2 separate regions of the Mus musculus genome follow, and region 2 is linked to region 1. Evidence: chromatin contacts called from public Hi-C data. All regions are on one chromosome and are shown on one strand. Each heading gives the region's core, a stretch centred on a gene start, on an enhancer-like site or on the middle of the called end of the contact. The rest is flanking DNA. Distances are from core to core; before and after follow the strand shown.

Region 1 (3,519 bases), core at 904-3,403:
CTCACCGAGACAATAGAAATTTATTTTGGCAGAACCTAAAAACAAGTTAAAAGGAAGGGTCTATGACTGGGATATAAGGTGAATAAATAAATAAATAAATAAATAAATAAATAAATAATAAACAAGTAAATAAATAAAACAAGTGGACGGAGCTAAGACATGGTCTTAATTTGGCTTCTAATAAAAGCTAAAATTTTAAAAATACTTCTGCCATTAGAATTACTGTCACATAATTTTCTCCAGTGTCTAGGTTTCTAATTAGCATTATTTGTAAAATTTATTGAAATTTTCTCTGCTTTAATAATAGTATACATATATTTCTCAATCATCACTTCTCAAATTGTACTACCTGTACATTTTTACAATAAGTTGATACAAATAGATTAACAAGCAATGGTGCCTTAACTTGTTCAATTTTCTAAGTACATTTATGGTTCCTGTTTGGCCTTTTGAAATAGTGATGGTAGCTGTCCTTGAGAATACCATTTTTAACATAGGCATATGTAGTATAGTGTTATATTTTATCTCACTCGTATTAAATGCTTAATGCAGATTTTGTCAGACACATTCCTCACAGGCATCACTCACAGATAGTGTAATTACTCTCCCAAATTAAGTTGTTCACTGCACAGTATTCAAAGCTGGGTAAGGTTTGCCTTCCCACTCTGGAAGGCCTACCACAAAGATTATGGATTTCGAGCATGGAGATTACCTGAATACAAACTCTTGCAAAGAGAATCAGGGTGTAAGGGCTGAGGTTCTTCTTCCTATCAAAGTGTAGCTGCTTTTCACATTATATCAAGAACAGCTTTTACTGAACCCAGTTGTTTTGATCTTATGCTTTGAAATGATGTCTTCTCCTTTCTTGCAAAAACAACTCCAAACAAACAAACAAACAAACAACACCAGAAATAACATAAAACAAAAAACCAACAGAATAAACTAATTTAGGTGAAGGATAATGCTAAGGGAAGATCAAACTGAGTTATGTTTGAATTTTATTCTTCAATCTTTAGTAATGAATGTCTTGACTATTTGAAATATTAATGTTTTGTTAAATATTCACTGAAATGTTTTCTACTCATTTTAGATATCTTCTACTTAGAAATTAGGAATAGTCGTAATTTTTTTAGTAGATAAAAGTACGTTGATAGTGATTTTTACAGTGTTTAGAACATCTCACTTTTCCTTTTCATCTTATGAACAAGTTTTTTATCTCAAGATTTCCAATACAGCTGCATATTCTCTACTAGCTAACGAGATAATGCCTGAGGAGCTGAGAATGGGAAGGTGCCAGGGAGGACTTACTTGGGAGAGTCAGTGCTGAATCTGGTGATTCCTTCTTGCCAAACTAAAGTTGCCAGGAGCACACTGTTTCCTTGAGAGTAGCTCATCTGTTCAATCTCACCGATCTTGAAGAAGTAATAATAAGAAATGCAAAGGGAAAGCAATTATTAAAGTGGATATGGTATTGCATAAGGGTTCACAGATTTAGAATGGGAAGATCATCTGTCTTTGGACAACTAATATACTTTCATAATTATTAGCCTCATCTATTCCTGTACATATAGCCTAAGCCATTTTGATTGAGATCTTATTATGAATGCATATGTTTATTTGCATGTTTTGGTTACTAAATCAAGAACCCACTGTAAAATATTAAGACATTTATTCTCATGACAAAGGATGTGTGTTGTTTAATGATAGCTTGGTACTGAGGTGTAGATTTCAGTAATTAAGACAAAGATTCTAAGAAAGCTTTGGGACCTTTGGAAGCGTAAAGAATTCTTTCTCCTGAATTTTTGCAGCCAGATCTCAGATGTGCAGACTTTTCACAATCTTTGGTTGATAGTATAAAAAAATGAGGGAAGGAGAGAGAGAGTGGATAAACCTGACCTGCTGTTATAATGCAATAGAGAGAATGTTACTTGTTTATTGGCTAATCCCTAGAGAGACTCACTTAATCTAGAATCAGCATTCTAATGGATTGTGAGGGAACTTGGGTTGGGTGCCTCTCAAAGTCAGAAGCCACCCAAAAAGAGTTAACATCTATGAAATGGTGCTCCGGAAGGCAAGAATGGAGCTATGAAGGCTTTCTCTGTATTGTTTGAACGTTGCCATGGCAATCGTTTCCAGCAGAAGTTACATGTTTTCAATTCCCCAAAGCATCAAGCAGGCATTCCCTCTCACCCATTCTCCATCCGTGCCTGTGAGCCTTCATTCAAGCCATTGCCTTCTTCTCTGTCTGTCTTCTCTCTTGTCCTCACTTCTCTCAAGTTATCCCCCATTAATAACAAAAGTGTCCCTACCCTAAGGGGTCACTTGTGGCAGAAAGTAATTCAGGCATATAGTACTCTACTCGATCCATTTTCCTGTTTCCCCCCTTCTGTTTACGTATTAAAGACCTAATTAGACTGAAGCTGTGGATAGAAGCCGGGTTCGGCTTTCCCTTGTTGGTAGGACACAGAACATATTATAATGGTTGGTGTTGTGGTGATATGTTAATTGGATCGCTCCAGGCAAGTGCAGAGCAGCCGTCTCTGACAATTAGAAAGAACAATGGCTTTACTATGAAGCAGCTCCCTCTCTGAATCAGTGCAGGGATTAGCATGCACTGCAAGTCTCTAGAAGGTTCCTGTATACCCAAGACAGATCTGCAGTTAGAAATGCATCCTGTCCCTTTAAGCAAGAATGCTGCTGCCTTTCACTTAGCTTATTTTCCTGGCATGGGACAAGAAGTGAGGGTAGATCTGGCTAGGTGAGCTGCAGAGGAAACCCTACCCTGTTGAAGACCTAAACCCTAGGATATATCGTGAGGATATTAGCACGGTCTCTTTGCCTGCTTAATGCACGTGGCTGGTGAATTGTGAAATGGGTCTCATTAGAGCCTTTCATATCCTGGAATGTGCCAAAGTGCATTGCAGGCACAGCGCCATCACTTTGGGTCCAGCCCTGCTGTTCTTCACAGCAGCCAAGAAGGGACAGAGGCTCTGTCTGTATTAAAGGCCTCAGTCTCATTCCCCTCTGTCTACTGTTCATTGTAAGGCTCCTGTGGCCCTTTCAGCCCAGTCAGGGATGAGGCACAGCACATTCCCTAGGTGTTTGTGGAGAAGAAATGTGAAAGATTCTAAGTATCACTGTGGAGTTTAAGGCAGCCATTGGAGGCTGCTACCTACATAACCCCCCACTCCCAGGATGCCTTTAGGGTTGCACTTGTTTTGCTTTGTTTTTGTTTTTGTTTGCTTGCTTGTTTAATTGTTTTCCTGAAAATATTTCCAGATACTCACCTGAAAGAAAGTATGGGTAGACTGTCCTAACTAAGCCACATTGTATTATTAGATACAAAAACTCTTTGCTTTCCCCCACTAGCTTGACATACTAAGGGTTTTGGAATGAACCTATATATCCCAGAATATAGCCCCATCTGTATTATGAGCTACCATACATTGAATATTATGTATCTCAGTTGCTTGGTGTTAATTAAAATACAACATGATTCTAAAAAGTCCATAATATAAA
Region 2 (3,208 bases), core at 672-3,171, 3.7 Mb after region 1:
TGACAAATGTAGTTTTTGCTCTTGTTTATATATTGTTGGAAATATAACCATCAGGTATCTCCTGAGATGTGAAAAACATGAGTTATACATTTGTATATATATCCACAGATCTAGAAATTCCTCGAAGGCAGACATATTGTTTCCTTGAGACTTAACCAAACTTTTAATGCAGGGGTTGTCAACCTTCCTAATGCTGTGACCCTTTAATACAGTTTTTCATGTTGTAGTTACTTCAACCATAAAATTACTTCATTGATACTTTATACCTACAATTTTGCTACCTGTTATGAATCATAATCAAATATCTGATATACAGGATATCTGATATGTAAACCCCAAAGAGGTAAACCCAGAGTTTAAGAACCACTGTTATAAGATAAAACATGTACGTTAGAATGTGATTATTAGTTCATGAGTAGATTTTATGGACCAACACACAATCATGTTGTAAAGGAGAGAATTTATGTCCTGTTTTTTTTTTCAAGTTAAATATCTAAAGATTATCTTAGGAAAAATACACTGTCTAGACTAAAAATACTAGGATGAGAGTATTACCACTTTCATTGCTACTATTAACTCAAGCTCAGAGAGCTAAAATTGGGCTTAAAAGAGATAGAAATGGTAATTTACAGAAACAGTGTTTGCAGCATGCTAATACTGAGACCATCCATGTGAATTATTCTGAAATGAACAAAACGAAATGCCTTTATACATTTCTCTACATTATTTGTCCTACTCGTGTATAACAACTCAATTCCCAGCTAAAATTGTCAAGGTTCAACCTTTCAGAAGCCTCACACTGCAACCCTCAAAACTAATTGCTTATAGGTAAACTAATGATAAAAGATATCATTTAATCCATTAAATCTACATGGATATCTGTGAATATCCTTGATATTGTGATCACATTTGGCTCTGAAGCCAACCCTCCAAAAGCAGTGCTAATATCACTACTTTATAGAGGAAGACACTGTACAACAAAAAACACTCTATCACATCCCACAGACAAAGTACAAAGATGGCTCAGTCCCAAGCTTGCATTATAAATAGAGCACAGAAGAAGGATTCGAAGAACAATGGTATTGTGACCAGCTTCATTTCTATGATTTGGTTCATTTCCTCATTAAACCTGTCTTGGGATTTGAAATAATGTCATAAAAACATTCTCAGCTGGAAGAAATGAAATGATGGATTTTAATAAAAAGCAGTTGCACATCATTAGTTATTGCATTTATTTATGAACACCACAAGGGACATATTATTTTTTTTTTGAAATCTTCAGAAAGCCTGCAAGACATGTATACCAGAGAGGAGACAAGTAATTTAAATCCCAGACCTTGCATTAGAAGCATCACTTCCTTGTCCTGCATGGGTTGGTCTGAACACCTGGACCTTGGGTAATGCAGAATGTGATAAAACAGAAGCCACAGACACTGAAGAAATGGCAAATTCACATACAGAAAAGCTGAGGTGAAGTAAAGTACTATAGAAATACTGGGAACTCTCCAAATATTCAACATTAAGTGACCCTTAAATTCTGTCCCTAACTTAAAAGCTTGAATCTGACCTAACTTGGTTCACAGTAAGAGCACATTTAAAAAAAAAAAAAGTCTACTCAATTTTTAGATAAGTACTAATATTATATTGCCTATTAACCCTTTCCTTTCTTCTGGCTGACCCACAGGCCCTGCTCCCCACTTTCCTGACACTAACTCTATCCTTAGATGGTTCCTTAGGTGTCATGGTTTTCTTTGATCTCTTGGTTAAGTGACAAGGAAAATATATAACAAAATTAAAACCTTGAATGGACAAGAAAATGCGAAACAGAGACCCAGTGTCAAAGTCAGCCCAGGAGGCAACTAAGGAGCTGTGTGATGTCCAAGTCATTAGTTGGATATCAAAGGGCCAGATGTCAAAAGTTCTATGGAGTGTGTGAAGAGCGCAGAGGCTAACAGAGCAAAGAAGCCACAGGAAAGGACTGTTCACAGAGGAGACTCTGACAAAACCAAAATTTTGGCAGGTGGTTTTTAAATGAATAACAATAACATAACAGCAAATGTTGTTCGTTAAGTGCCTCTCTTAGATGTCAGTGATGGTTAGGCCTTCCATAAACTTAAGTGATTTAACCCCTTTGTTAGTTCTATGGAAGGGGAATTTCCATAAGTTAGAAGTAAGATCATGAAATTCAGACAGCCAAAGACACTTGGCCAAGGTCACATAGCTATTAAATGAGAAATTAATTCCAGTCCTGTTGACTTGAAAGACAACTATAACTAATGCCCCACAAAAATCTTCTGCCTGTATTCTTCTATATTCTTCTCTTCTTATCATCAACAACGTGTTGTGGTTCTTTTTAAATAGCATCTGAGGCTTTTTTTTTTTCCCCAACAGTGCTGCTGCCCATTTTAAGGGCTAAAAACCCTTCACCTTAGATCGATTGTTTAACCTAGTCACATTGACAACTGCATGGTTGTTGTGAGCTTTGTTTGTTTTCACGTTCATTCACTTGTTCAATGGCTAAACCCCAATCCATCTTCACGCTAACAAATGCCACTTTCTCAGTGCGATGGATTGTTCCCACTTCCCACGTGCTGGCTCCCTTCAGGATCCTTTCAGTGTGTTATTTCTGGATCAGTTGTTCACTATGACAGTCTATAAAGACTCAGAGTGTCCACCAGCTGCCTGCCAGATGGCTTAACTCTAGCAAATGGCCACTGATCTTTAGGCAACTAAGGAGTGGCTGGGTTCTTTTGCTTAATTCAGAAACTTCGGCAAATCCTGTGCAAGCAAGAATTCAGCTCCTCTCTAGGCAATGCTAAAGTTTTAACAATAAAAATAATATGCAGCATTCTCACGTGTTCCTGAGTTGTTCCAATGACATAAGCACCTTAGGGAAACATCACTTATTCTTCACAGCAGCTCAGTATAGTTTGTATTATATTAAAGGGAAGGAGCTAAATCATAAAAAAAAAAGAAATTAAGTGCCTCAACTCTGTACAACTAGAAAATATTAAGGTAGGGGATTTGAACTCTGAGAATTCTATTTCAGTTTCTGTTACCTTCATGCTGTGGTAACAGAATTTTTAGATTGTATTTCTTATTCTTTATTCCTTTGTACCCCCCAAAGAAAGGCAAGAAGCAAGTGAATAAAAGCAAAAGGTCTCACACAGAAGCCTTGTCAATAATGTTTTGTTCACACTAGGAAAGG

Evidence for each region. A called contact is a pair of places that touch in the nucleus more often than the background predicts.
Region 2: a contact with region 1 is called in a Hi-C map of embryonic cerebral cortex, with 6 times the contacts expected there. The contact joins two enhancer-like sites. A contact is called at or near these places in 17 of 484 Hi-C or Micro-C datasets (cerebellar granule neurons, cerebellum, cerebral cortex and 7 more) and 3 of 115 datasets of contacts at active chromatin or transcription factors (astrocytes, embryonic forebrain and neural progenitor cells).

The regions. Positions count from the first base shown.
Region 1 is chr2:97,476,203-97,479,721 of GRCm38.p6, forward strand. The region is part of intron 6 of Lrrc4c (leucine rich repeat containing 4C); the gene reads left to right. Among named protein-coding and RNA genes, the nearest start is that of Gm22313, 240 kb to the left of the region's middle. Within about 2 kb of position 2,154, at least 69 of the 459 cell types and tissues checked have an H3K27ac peak or open chromatin away from gene starts, as enhancers often do. A contact at or near this core is called in embryonic cerebral cortex, where this site is marked.
Region 2 is chr2:101,170,375-101,173,582 of GRCm38.p6, forward strand. No RefSeq gene overlaps it. Among named protein-coding and RNA genes, the nearest start is that of Gm39886, 290 kb to the right of the region's middle. Within about 2 kb of position 1,922, at least 24 of the 459 cell types and tissues checked have an H3K27ac peak or open chromatin away from gene starts, as enhancers often do. A contact at or near this core is called in embryonic cerebral cortex, where this site is marked.